Linked DNA regions of Zea mays: region 2 is linked to region 1. The links are chromatin contacts, called in public Hi-C maps. All regions are on one chromosome and are shown on one strand. The core of a region is the stretch at or near the end of the contact, and the rest is flanking DNA. Distances in the headings are between cores, read along the strand shown. Region 1 holds the start of LOC100274103 (mitogen-activated protein kinase organizer 1). Region 2 holds the start of LOC103655466 (U-box domain-containing protein 26).

The links. A called contact is a pair of places that touch in the nucleus more often than the background predicts.
Region 2: a Hi-C map of tassel shows a contact between it and region 1, with 6 times the contacts expected there. The contact joins the promoter of LOC103655466 here to the promoter of LOC100274103 in region 1. A contact is called at or near these places in 4 of 25 Hi-C or Micro-C datasets (ear, endosperm, leaf and 1 more).

The regions. Positions count from the first base shown.
Region 1 is chr4:118,543,779-118,550,465 of Zm-B73-REFERENCE-NAM-5.0, reverse strand. It overlaps LOC100274103 (mitogen-activated protein kinase organizer 1), which reads right to left and starts at 3,897. Exons shown (of 8, transcript NM_001148482.1): 1 at 3,620-3,897; 2 at 3,383-3,485; 3 at 2,891-2,998; 4 at 2,680-2,789; 5 at 2,423-2,530; 6 at 308-353. The coding sequence starts at 3,843.
Region 2 is chr4:118,702,429-118,708,969 of Zm-B73-REFERENCE-NAM-5.0, reverse strand. It overlaps LOC103655466 (U-box domain-containing protein 26), which reads left to right and starts at 5,056. Exons shown (of 1, transcript XM_020552594.3): 1 at 5,056-6,541. It overlaps LOC109945546, which reads right to left and starts at 2,237. Exons shown (of 2, transcript XM_020551869.1): 1 at 1,025-2,237; 2 at 823-949. The coding sequence starts at 1,975. The coding sequence ends at 1,025.

The sequences.
Region 1 (6,687 bases), core at 2,648-5,147:
ATTGTTTCTTCTGCAAATCCTTGCATCATTGAATCATAATGGTTTATTTAGGTATTTCAGCTCTAACATGAAGCAAGCCCTCTGCTCCCTTGTAATGAATTGCTAAGCAGGCTAGCAGTGTTTCTCTACTTCATCCACTAAGAAATTAATGATGCATCATGAGGTCACTATTTTACACAGCTATATTCTTCCATTCTTATGTGAAACTTCTCAGGTTAAGTTTAAAACAAGCCTTATGATCAATGTAAGTATCCATAAGTACCAAATCTTTTGGCAGTATCACAAATGAAGATTATTGAAGAGGTACCTTGCACGTATGTCCCTTATACTCCTGTAACAGTTCTCCAGATGACCTAATAAACGCAAGAGACAGCAAAAGGTTAATATTTTGTGCATGATGACCCTCTATTTAGTACATTGAACAGATGGCACCACTTTACTCAACAGAACAGAAAAACCACACTTCAATATCATGATAGAAAGATAATATGACAATAAATTGTACCACACATACTTGACATTCATACATGGTTTTCAAGTCGCCTGGTATCCATGTCGTTGATGGTAACCGATTAGGCGAGTAATCATGATTAGGACGTCGACCAGGCCGATTAATCGGTGACAGGTCGTCCACCTAGTAGTCCTAAACATCCTGTACTAATCAGGACATATATAAATATATATAGTTATATACACTATAGTGTATAGTTATATACTATATAATATACTTCAAACAGCAGTAGGTAATCAAAACTACAGCAGTATTTAACTCAAACTCAAACAGTAGTAGCTATTTAGCAGTACTCAAAGTCTCAAACAGCATTACAGCAACAATCACCTTGAGTAGCACCTCTAAAGGGTAAAGTCTGAACAGAAGTAAGTAATCAAACATTCAAACTCAAACAGCGGTAGGTACTTAGCTAATCAAACTCAAGACCTAAAGTAGCAAATCCTCATCCAAATGGAATGCATCAGCAGTAGCTTGCCCTCCACCACCACCTGGGACAGATTCTTCCATTTCCGTTGATCCTCCATCAGATTGCAGTGGCTGTTCTTCATCTTCCCGAGAAGCTGCATCATCTTGTTGGTCAAGGAGGAGCAGCAGCAGCAGCAGCTGGATGTTTTCTCAGGGAGGAGGAGAACTGAGAAGTCGCCAGGAGCCCAGGAACAATGGATCAGCAGCCAGCCGGCTAGGAAGGAGAAGAGACAGAGAAATCAAAACAGGAAAGCAGATTTAGAAAGCCAGCCAATTAGCTAAATGGTTCCTTTATTAGCCCCAATAAATAAGGCACCAGAGAGGAAAACGAGGCACCAAATTTGGACCCAGCGCTGGCTTTCCATGTTCACAATTTCTGGTCGCAGCAAGTACCTAATTGGCCGATTAGCCGCGATTAGGCGATGATTACTCGAACAACCAGACTACCTAATCGGATCGGAGCCCTCGACTTCATCTGATCGACCATGATGATTAATCGGATGATTTGAAAACCATGCATTCATAGTTAGTGATGCACTCCTAAGCTTGCTATGGAAATAACAAAGATGAAAACCACCACTTATGATCCTAATATCATTTATTCCTTTTCTCCGCATACAGCAGCAAGTCAATGATGCATGGGCAATGGGGCCATCATAATGTGGACTCTCAAAGTACAAGAAAATCATTTTTGGTAGTCGTGTGGACCAAAACATGAATACATGGCTCCTGATTGTTATGGCATAGGAATACAAGCATGATGGTCTTCTGGTACACAGGAATGCACCAAGTAAATATTAACATGCGATTTGTACCCAAGACAACAAGACCAAGAAAAATGATTCATTTAACTTGCCAGCTACCCAAGGGAGTACATGTTTCAATACCAAGTTAACTTAAAGCTTTCGAATGTATGTAAAAGAAACATGAAGCCAACTGGAATCTAGTACTACAATTCTCAAATCTCAAATATGTTGCTTGAGAAACATGAGGAGCCTGCAAGTGCAGGTGTAATCCATGGCACCAGCAGCAGCTTAGCACAATCTAGAACCCAGTAATTGGATATATTTGGACTATAAAAGTTCCCACGAGTGATAGTATGGCAAAGACAATAGTGTAGTGATGAATCAGAGACTAAGAGTTACGGAGAAAATTTGCTTTGATCAATCCATTCAAGATGGTAATGAGATTGACAGCTATGTCAAGATGTGGAATTTCTTCCATGGTCCAAATTGCCATCATTGATAACCATATCACCTTTCCAACCAAAGCTAAAGGGAGAGTGTGACTGCATCTTTCTATAAAGTAGAGGAGAATAATAATAAAAATAACTTCATACTAGTAATGGGATTTAATTGCTCCAAAGTGCTAGATAAAAGAGGCTTCCCTGCAAATTTGTGCCCAGGCTGAAAACAAAATACTGAGCAGCTTGTAAATAGCACTTACTTGTCTAGAAGCCGCACAGTAGAATCTAAACAGTTAGCTAAAAGGCAATTGTTGTCATTTGATAATGATACACAGTTCACAGGATGCCCTAGATTATCAACAGTCTCCCTGTTATAAGCAAGCAGGAAATAAATCAACAAACCATACAGAAACAGTTGATAGGAGTAAATGGATTAGGATTCAAAGTACTTTCTTAAAAAAAGGAGGGAAGAAGTACATGTTAGATATAATTGATACTATAATAAGGCATCACCTACCTACCCATGCGAATGTCAAATGCCCGGACAGTACCATCAACACTGCCAGCAATTATTTCTGTCTTTGTTAGGTTAACTGACATTACACTATCTTGAAAAGTATCAATTGTCTGCAACACGATAGTAGAAAGCAATTGTATAAGACTTCAAGATAAGGAAATATAACAAAACGTGATGCAGTTATGTAGTATAGGTAACAATGTAAAACCACCTGAATAGGGTCGTTGTTTTGAGACCTGCAGTCAAATGCACGCACCGTACGGTCATAACCAGCTGAGACTACAACAGCATTGTACTCATTAAACTTCACTGAATTGACCTATCGAGAGCAGAGTAAAGATGGCTGAGCAGGATGCATATCTCAAAAATTACAAAATTATCACACAGAGACTGTCTATCAATTTTTTAGCATCACCGACAGGCCTGACCATAATCACACAGTTGAACCACTGTGCAATGGCAACTGCTAAATGCAAGTGGAACTATCAGATAAAAGCACAAGAGTGCAACCACCAGAAGTATGGTTCAGAGCACTGCTTTGGATACAGTTGGTATTACAGCAATGAGAACGATACACTATTGCCCGTGGTTCAGGTAGCCCACACAATTAGCACGGGACTACTTGATTACAGTGTAGCCATCAGAAGACGGCTGAAACTCCAAAAATAAGGGGGAGGGGGCATCAATTGATCTGATGCATTACCTCGCTGTTGTGGCCGCGGAACTTGCGGATGACGCGGCCCGAGGCAACGTCCCAATAGAAGATTTGTCTGTCGGCACCGCAGGACACCAGTTTGGCGTTATCCCTGTCCAGAAACAAACCATGAAACCAATGAACAACAAGAAGCACTTGGCAAATTTTCCGTTGCCGCGTCTCCAGATCAGATGCGACGCAACGAGATGGAGAAGGGGGCGCGTGCTTGCGTGCGTGCGTACGTACGAGGAAGAGTGCACATCGCGGACCTCGCGGGCGTGGGACTTGTAGGTCTTGACCTGGGCGCCTGTGTGAGGATTCCAGAGGCGGAGAGTGCGGTCCTTGCCGCAACTCAGGCAGTAATTGCCGTCCCGGTTGAACCGCACGGCCAACACCGCTCCCTCGTGACCCGACAGCGACCGCGCCTCCGTCCGCGGCAGCTGCTGCGCGACCGTCCCCGAGGACGTCATCTGCTCTCTCTCCGCCGCCGCCGACGACGATGGATGGACGGAAGACGACGAGTTCGACGAGGTGGGCTGGTGATGTGGATTGGGCTGGCTAGATGGAATGTAGCCCGTAGCCCACGAGACAATTTGTAGCTGAATACCGCTCCTTGGTAGAAAAAAATAAGGAACAATTGGATCTATACCATTAAAAGATCCAAACTTTAGATATATACCATGGACCCCACATGTCATTGACTCATGTGGACCCACATGTAAGTGAGATAGTAATGGTATGGATCCAAAGTGGTGATCTTTTAATGGTATGGATCCAAATTTCCCAAAAAATAAATTAATACTCACTCTGTCTCAAATTAGAATTTATTTTAAAAATAATGAATTCATATAATATTTGATGTATGTGTTTTATATATGTCTAAAATTTATTATCATCTATATAAATATAGATAAAAAGATAAAAACTAAAACGAATACTATTTTGAAACTGAGCGAGTATCGTTTTTGTTCTTCATCAATTTGTTAAAGTTTTTGTCCGCATAAAACTTCATTTTTTAGAAAAAAGTATAATAAATAAATATTTTTAAACACTTTCATTGATGGAATAATTTTGTTATTTGAACCAGTGTAAAAAAAGAACATGAATGGCCATCAATAACTACACTTAGGGCAAGTTTGGTGACAATGTATTTAATGAGAATTTATGGAGAGGAAATCCCTTTCTATTCAAAATTTAAATAGTAAGGGATTTCCTCTCCATTGATCCTCCAATTGCTTTGTTACCAAACCAGACCTTAGCGAGACAGTTATCTTAGACTCTCTTCAACGGTCCCCGCGAGCATTCCACTCCCCTCGCTGTGGTGGCTATAGGGCACCTCTTTGCGCACATTGCTGCCCTCTTTCCCTTACTCTAGGTAGCGTTCATCGTTTCTCTCTCCTCAGATGTAGGGGAACACTGTTTATCCCCTACGGCACTGTGCTGTGGGTCCACGAGTAATTGTTAGTAGATAAAAAATTGATAGTAGATATAGAAAATGATATTTTATAGTTGTAGTGGGGTATAGGGGAAGTATTTAGGGGGGACCACTGCGGGAGATGAAAAAATAGGGGGTGAAATGTTTATGATGTGACGCAAAAAAGTGATATAGGGGGAAAAATTTAGGGGGAACCGCTGAACACAGTCTTAGTCGATGAATGAATTCGCTGTAACAGAAATGGTTGGGTCATTGGGTGCGATGTCATCTGAAGATAAAGTTGGTCTCATGCACTTGAAAACTTAAATAATACTACTTGATGAGATTACTTAAAAGCAGTTTTGATCATAAAAAGTCTAATTGGTAGATAAAATTAAACTAGTTAGTTATCTGTGTATTACCACGGTTTCTATATTCATAATATTTACAAATACCTATCGTTTATTGTTGGGTACCATAATTAGGGGTACCCCCAACACTCCTAAACTCGGCTGGTAATCACCATCAACACAAGTTGCAGAGACTGACGGGCGCAATTCAGGTCAAGGCTCCGTCTACTCAAGGGACGTGATCTCGCCTCGCCCGAGCATAGCCTCGGGCAGTAACAGTAGTCCCAGGCGAATTCATGCCTCGCCCGAGGGCCTCCTCAAGCAACGGGCGCACCCTCGACTCGCCCGAGGCCCAGCTCGGGCAAGCTTCGCAGTGAAGCAACCTTGGCCAGATCGCCTCGCCAACCGACCGTATCGCAGGAGCATTCAATGCAAGGATCGCCTGACACCTTATCCTGACGCACGTTCCTCAGTCGGCAGGGCCGAAGTGACCGCAGTCACTTCGCCCTTCCACTGACCGACCTGACAGGAAAACAGCGTCGCCTGCCCCGCTCCGACTGCTGTGCCACCCGCTAGGGTGAGGCTGACAACAGCTAAGTCTAGCCTCAGGCGCAACAGGAAGCTCCGCCTCGCCCGACCTTGGGCCTCGGCCTCAGAAGGAGGTCTCCGCCTCGCCCGACCTCAGGGCTCGGCCCCCGCCTCGGCCTCGGAAGGTGGTCTCCGCCTCGCCCGACCCCAGGGCTCGGCCTCAACCTCGGCCTCGGAGGATGGTCTCCGCCTCGCCCGACCCCAGGGCTCGGCCTCAACCTCGACCTCAGAAGGAATCGCGTCCTCACCCCACCTCAGCCTCGGCCTCAGGAGGAGTCTCCGCCTCGCCCGACCTTGGGCTCGGACCGACCACGCCACAGGGGGGACATCATTACCCTACCCCTAGCTAGCTCAGGCTACGGGGAACAAGACCGGCGTCCCATCTGACTTGCCCCGGTAAACAAGTAATGATGGCACCCCGCGTGCGTCCATGATGACGGCGGTTCTCAGCCCCTACGGAAGCAAGGAGACGTCAGCAAGGTCCCGGCAGCCCCGACAGTTATGCTTCTATAGGGCTTAAGTGCTCCTTTGACGGCCACGACACCGCATGCACAGGGCTCTAGCACCTCTCCGACAACCACGTTGGCATGTACATAGGGCTCTGGCTCCTCTCTGTCGGACGCGTAAGCATATTGCTACACCCCCATTGTACACCTAGACCCTCTCCTTGCATCTATAAAAGGAAGGTCCAGGGCCCTCATACGAGAGGGTGGTCGCGCGGGAGGACGGGCCGACGAACAGGCTCGCGCACTCTCTCTCTCTCTCCCTCGCGAACACTTGTAACCCCTACTGCAAGCGCATCCGCCCTGGGCGCAGGATAACACGAGCCGCGGTTCTCCCCCTTGTGTTCCATCTCACGCCGACCCATCTGGGCTGGGACATGCAGCGACAATTTTTACTCGTCGGTCCAGGGACCCCCTGGGGTCGAAACGCCGACAGTTGGCGCGCCAGGTAGGGGACTG
Region 2 (6,541 bases), core at 3,807-6,306, 160 kb before region 1:
TTTCTAACAGAATATTCGAGCGCATTGACCACATACACAATGCATTTAGTGTTCCTACTTAGTAATGTTTTTCTCAGGAGCAACAGACGAAGAAGGGCGACTCGAAGAGTCAGGAGCGACGTTGACATCAGCAATTATGTCGTCAGGAACAATCACACCCGACCTTCTCATCAAGATCCGCCCCGCGCGAATGGCTTTGTCCATAGCCTTATCGCGTTGAGCCTTCAAAGTGGTGGAGGTGTCTTCAGCAGCCTTGACAGCCAGCCGAGCAGCTTCTAGCTCCTGGATGACTGATCTTTTGGAAGCGCGCAGATCCTTGATGATAGAATCTTTGCTTGACACCAATTGCCTAAGACGAATCATTTCATCCTGGGACTCTTGTAGTTTGTAACGATGATTATCCAAGTCTGCCATGGTAAAGCGATGGCTCCTCTCCAAGATAGTCAAAGAGTTGTTGGCGTCGCGATACAACCTATCAAGGTTATCACGAGAAGCTGCAAGGGCACGTTTTTCTTCCTGTAGACAAGAGTCAGCTCTCAAACACCCAGCGGGCAGTAAGAACACAGCAGAGAAAGTCAAAGTAAACTTACTTTGTTAGCCACCCTTTCAGAGTCAAGCTGAGCACTTAGAGAGGAATTCAACAAGTTGGTGTTGTCTAAAGAAGCAGAAACTCGAGCTAGGTCCATCTGACCTTGAGAGTACTTCTCCTCGAGCTCAGAGTATTGTCGGACCATATCTAGCAGGAAATGGTTGAGGAAATATATTCACTAAAAAGCAGATTAATCAAATAGCTAAGGAGGAAACAGAGGCACTAACCAGCATTTGTCGTCTCCAAATCAGATACCCACCACTGAAGCAGCATTGGATTCCAACGCGTCAGAGACAGAGCTCTTTCTGGGACAGAGGCACCCTGTGATCTCAGCTGACCAGCCATCTCGTCAACCAAAGCCTGGTATTGAAAACAGATGAGTGCAAAGACAATATTTCACGCGGAGTATAGCCAGATCAGGAAAAGCCAAATTACCTAGAGATTGGAGAAGAATGAAGGAAGCCCGAAATCATGAGAAGACAGTTGGTGACTTGACGAGGGAATATCAACCGAAGCAATCTGAAGAGCATCATTGGGGATCAACTCAGCATCACCAGCAGGAATCAAAACTCTAGCGTCAGGAGTGCCGGTCTCTAAGGCGATTTCCTGATTTGAAGCACATGCTGCTGCCATGCAATCAGAATGTGGAGGAGAAGACTCGACGTGGACATCCATGGAGGTATGAGAAGGGGAGCCCGCTCGGACACCCTCGGGGGCTGGGTCGCAGCCTGCATTGCCCATCGGAGCTGGATCACCACCGGCAGCACCCTCGGGGGCTGGGTTGTAGCTCGCGCTGCCCACCCGAGCCGGATCATTGCCGGCAACACCCTCGGGGGCTGGGTGATCGCTGGCGCCACCCTTGGGGACCGGGTTCTCTGCAGCAGCCACTTCTAAGGCTGAAGGATTCTCATTCACCTCCATGGAAATGGAGCAACCTAGACCAGCTTCTTGACCCTGAAGACCGCACTCCAAGGTCGACGAGGCACGAGATAACACTCGGGACAACTCTAACCCCACATCCGGAACGTCAGTGCAAGCGTCCATCATACCACCATCTGTTAGCTCGGACAGCAGATCTTCAGGAACCATATCCTCGAGAGCCTGATCAAAATTTACTATGGACAACTCTTGCAGACCAACAAAAGCATACAAAGCTGGAGAAGGAATATCACTACTCTCCCCACTTACTAGGTAGCGCCGGCTGTTTTCCCGAATTAAGTGGATTTCCTCCTCTTCTTCTTCATCCTCGTCAACAATACGAACAACACACCCATTGGGTTCAGCAGGGTCACACCCATTGGGATCAGCATCAGCAGGGTCGCACCCATTGGGATTAGCATCAGCAAGGTCACACCCACCGGGGTCAGCCCCAGTAAAAAGTTCCATTGGTACTTCTTCAGCAGCAGGAGCAGAAGGGCCAGCATCCTGATTCAAACATGACACTCGCCGAAGCCTCCTTTTTTTCTTCTTCTTCCCCTCGGCAGGAGCAGTTGGATGACTGGCCGGGCAAAGGCGCTTTGAGCGAGCACCATCAGATTTTTGAGCAGTCAAGGTTTTCTCAGGCTCAGGGACAGTTGCAATAGCTATGGTTTCAGCAGGGACGGAGTCGAGATGAATCCTCAACCAACATGTCCAGCATAGCACTTATCTGCGCCGTGACCTCTATGCGGCCCGGATGTATGTCCACACCTCCGCCGCAATCCCCTGGGAATCGTCTGAGTCGTCAGATAATGCAGGGGGAGAGGCATGGACCGACGATCCCTCGAACTCGGAGGAGAACTCCTCCTCCGAGTACTCGGAATCGCCGAAGTCCTCCGAGGGAGGAGTCGGCTCGCGCTTCCGTTTGTCGCCGGAGTGGTGCGACGAACTTCCGCCCTTCTTCCTCTTGTCCATGGCGGAGTAGAAGAGAAGAGAGTAAGTAACAAGCGGCAGTAAGATGTGTGAAGACGACAGTGAAGCAAGCACACTATTTATAGAAGAAGAAGGCAACCGCTCACCTCCTACCACGGTCACCGAACAGTCACAAATATTCAATAAGCAATTCAAACCGTCTAGAAACAAGTCAGGCGGCTGGCACCGTTCCACGTAACATCACACCCATTGGGACTCAAGTCAACTGCTTGGACGATATGATTACACCCGTGGTCACGTCAAGTTACTACTCAGGAGCAGTTTGCTAAACGCTCAGTGCACCAAGCCGTCCCTTACCCACACCCATTGGGGGGGACGTCCAGGAATTTTCAATATATTTTCCCAAGCAGTCACATCCATACAGTATACGCAATGAATACCTCAAGACAGAAGGAAGATATCGACGAAGATCAGAGGAAAGCCAAATATAGCCGATGAGGTACAAGTCTAATCAACAGAAGCATTGAAGCACGAAGTGATATGAAGACTAGCCAAGAGCCATCTACCGAACGTCCAATCTGTCACAAATCAAATAAATTTCAAACCTAACAAGATATGGGCAGATCGCATGCTCGATCTCAAAGGCAAAACTATATGCTGACCTCTAAAGCATAAAGTTGATGATATAATGCTGATTTCTAAGGCATTCAACGAAGAGGAAAGGATGATTTCTAAAAACAACATAAGATGAAGACCTTCGAGTGGATTATTCTCAGTAATCCACTCAAAGCTCGGGGCTACACCCATTGGGTGCACCTCCGGTGCATCCAATGAATCATCAACCCCAAAAGACAGAATGCTGATTTCTAAAGCATGAGATGAAAATAAAACAATGCTGACTTCTAAAGCATGAGTTGAAGATAAAAATGATTTCTGAGAAGACTTGAAATGAAGACCTTCGAGTGGATTATTTTCAATAATCCACTCGAAGCTCGGGGGCTACACCCATTAGGTGCACCACCCAATGAATCCTGGATTCCAAAGAGCAGAATGCTGACCTCCAAAGTACGAACCCGAGACAGAGCACCGATTTTTGAGGAATAAAGCGAAGGCCGATGAATAATGGCAGAAGAAAACAACAGAAGATCGTTTTTACCGAGTCACTTAGAGTGTAGAAGCAACGGCTCGACAGACTTATTTTCAAGGCATCAAAATCAAAAACTACAAGCTGGACCTAGAATCTTTGGGCCGTTTATTTCAAAATCAACCCAAATATTGGGGGCTTGTGGGGGACAGATATCCCCCGGGTCCACTGGAAGGCCAAAAGACCTCACGAAAGGCCTTGGGCCCAATAGTTCACAAGGTCATTCCTTCGTGGGCCTGGGGAGGGACGTCCAGTGAAGTGGATTGACACAAGATTGGATCAACGCAAGCCCAGACGGCCCGATAAATTTGAGCAGCAACCATAGCGATGATCCGACCTTCCCGTACAGTGTCCTCATACATCGGAACTGAACGGGGATAGGTCGACGGAATTATAGGAAGATAGGCTCAGTCCGTTCACTATTACTTAGGCTCACATTGTTATCATATCCGCATGTAACGCCCCACGGTCAAGTATATAAGGCCTAGGGGGCATCCCCTCAAAAACATATCTCACTACTTAGCCATCCACTCAGTTCTCTGGCATCCTGGACACTAGAGAACCCCCTTTTAACCTACCACACAAAGTATCCACACCAGGACGTAGGGTATTACGCGTCTCAAAGCGACCCGAACCTGTACAAAATTGTCCACTGCCTCTCGTGCATCTGGCACGAACCATCGAGCTATAGTAGGTAACACCGTCCTACTCCAAAAAGCACCCCGAGGGGCAACCTCGTGTGCGCGGCCGGACCCAAAACACCAACAAGTACGTCTAGCGCCAGATGTTGTTTCTGGTTTCCCTGTCAGAATCGTAGAACAAATCGTCATCAGAAGCTGAATATATATCAGGGTAAAAATCATCATCTTCGGGATCAATGAGGTGAGGGTCGTAGTAGGGGTGCAAGGCTTGGAGACATTGTGTTCAAGGCTTGCAATTTCTTCTTCCAACCTATCCATCTCTAGGTCAATCTTGTCCTTCAACACCAGGGCAGGTTGCTCAACGATGTCCAACTCTTCAAGAATTGCTTCTAAAGTCCTAATAAGGGTGAGGTCGTCGCCAAGATGATTAAACACGTAGTCAACCAACCCACAATTTTTGCAAGCACCATGCTCGGTTGAGGAAAACAGGTTATGCAACTTGGTTCCAAGCAGCTTCACATCATTGTTAGCCATTCCTCCTACAATTGTAGTGGAGGAATGTGAGATTTCCACTATGTTTATTACTTCCCTCACTAATGGTATAGGCACGAATGAGTAAACAACCTATAGTTTGGCTTGTAGTACAGATAATTCATGCATGTTCCTAAGCTGAGTTGATATGAACACTATTTTTAGTATTACTACATAAACATACATGGAAAAATGAGTAGATGAACAAATGTAATTGCACACATAACATTGAAATGAAAAATATATGAACCTAGCTTTGCTGATGTCCAAAGTTGGATGACGGTACGCTAAAGGTATTGTAGAAAAACGAGAATAATTAGTATTGTATTGTGTTTAATGAAAGAAGAAACAAAGAAAACAACTTCTTGTAATGAAGCCAATTAGCTGAACTACCTCAATGAAATACACAACTACAAAGAAACTAATAGGAACCGATACAAATTACTAAATTGGTACACGGGTGAAGACTGAAGAGAGAAATTTAGATGTACCATGGAAAACTAAGCACAAATGCTTGTATTTGTTTGTTCATTAATGGTACATAATTCCTAAAACCTAATCTGCTCTACTACTTACAAACATAAGAGCACAAGTGATGAGAACCAGATGTAGTACCTCGCTAAAGTGGGGAACCAGATCTATGTACTAAAACAGTGTATAAGTGCTCGGATTTGGTTCTTGACAACTGGTGCACACATAAATGGAACAAGAACTTGGATTCGAACCGTGAAAGGATTTAGGCGTGGGTGATTTACTGCATCGATTGAAGAAATCATGGATCGGAGGGGGCGACAAATGTGACAAAGGTCAGAACAAACGGTGACAAACTCGGGGAAGATCGACGACGACGATGACGCCTAACCTTCTCCTTGCTGCGAGTTGAACGACTAACCCACTTCAAAACTGGTGGCCTGTTCGCCGTGACTTCATCACCGAGGACGACTAACGACTATGAATCGACCTTCCGACGGTGTCAAGCTCGGGAGATGGCAGGAATTCTACGTGACTCCTCACTTCCGCCCAAGCCAACGGGAGCGGAAGATGATGTTTCCACCCGCGCGCGCGAGTGGTTGCGTACGCGAGAAGCCACCGTTGGGGGACTCAAAGGGTAGCTCTTCATCTAGGGAGAGAGAAGCTCACAACACCGTAGGGGTGGACGAAGGGGGCGACGATGCGAGCGATAGAGTGACACTGTATCCCCTATCGTACCTACAGTATTAGGGGAGGAGACTGATAGCGGGCACCGTTGCCACTAATCTTAGAACCACCCAAATCAGCAGGGCAGGGCACAATCGTTTTCTAGTGGCAAGCTTGTAGAAGAGGAGGAGAAGTGTGACCGTGCATGTGTATCGTGTTACATAGCTGGTGGGCAAAGGCGCAAAGCTCGTGATCGATCCTAGCTTGTGTCTCCATGTGCATGCGATAGACTAGGAGTAGGTTTCAAATGGACGTGGATCGCGCGCTTTACGTACGTCTGTGTAGCTTAGTTTATTGGCCTAGTACTCTAGTAGTGCTAGAGATGATAATGGATTAAGTTCCAAGTGTTTTTTATAGTTTATTAATATCTTAAATAAAATTTAGTTTAAAAATAAATAAAAATATAGCTCGATCTTAACTTGATTTAATCATTAAATTTTATAGTATAAAATGCAGAGCGGATGCCAATAGGCGTTAATCTCAACAGATATTCCCAGATTTGTCTGGCCCGCTGCGTTGTGGGCTCTCGCCGTGTCAGGGACCAAGGTGAAGGGCGTGCGTCGCCTGGCCTGGCGTTGAGCCGAGCCA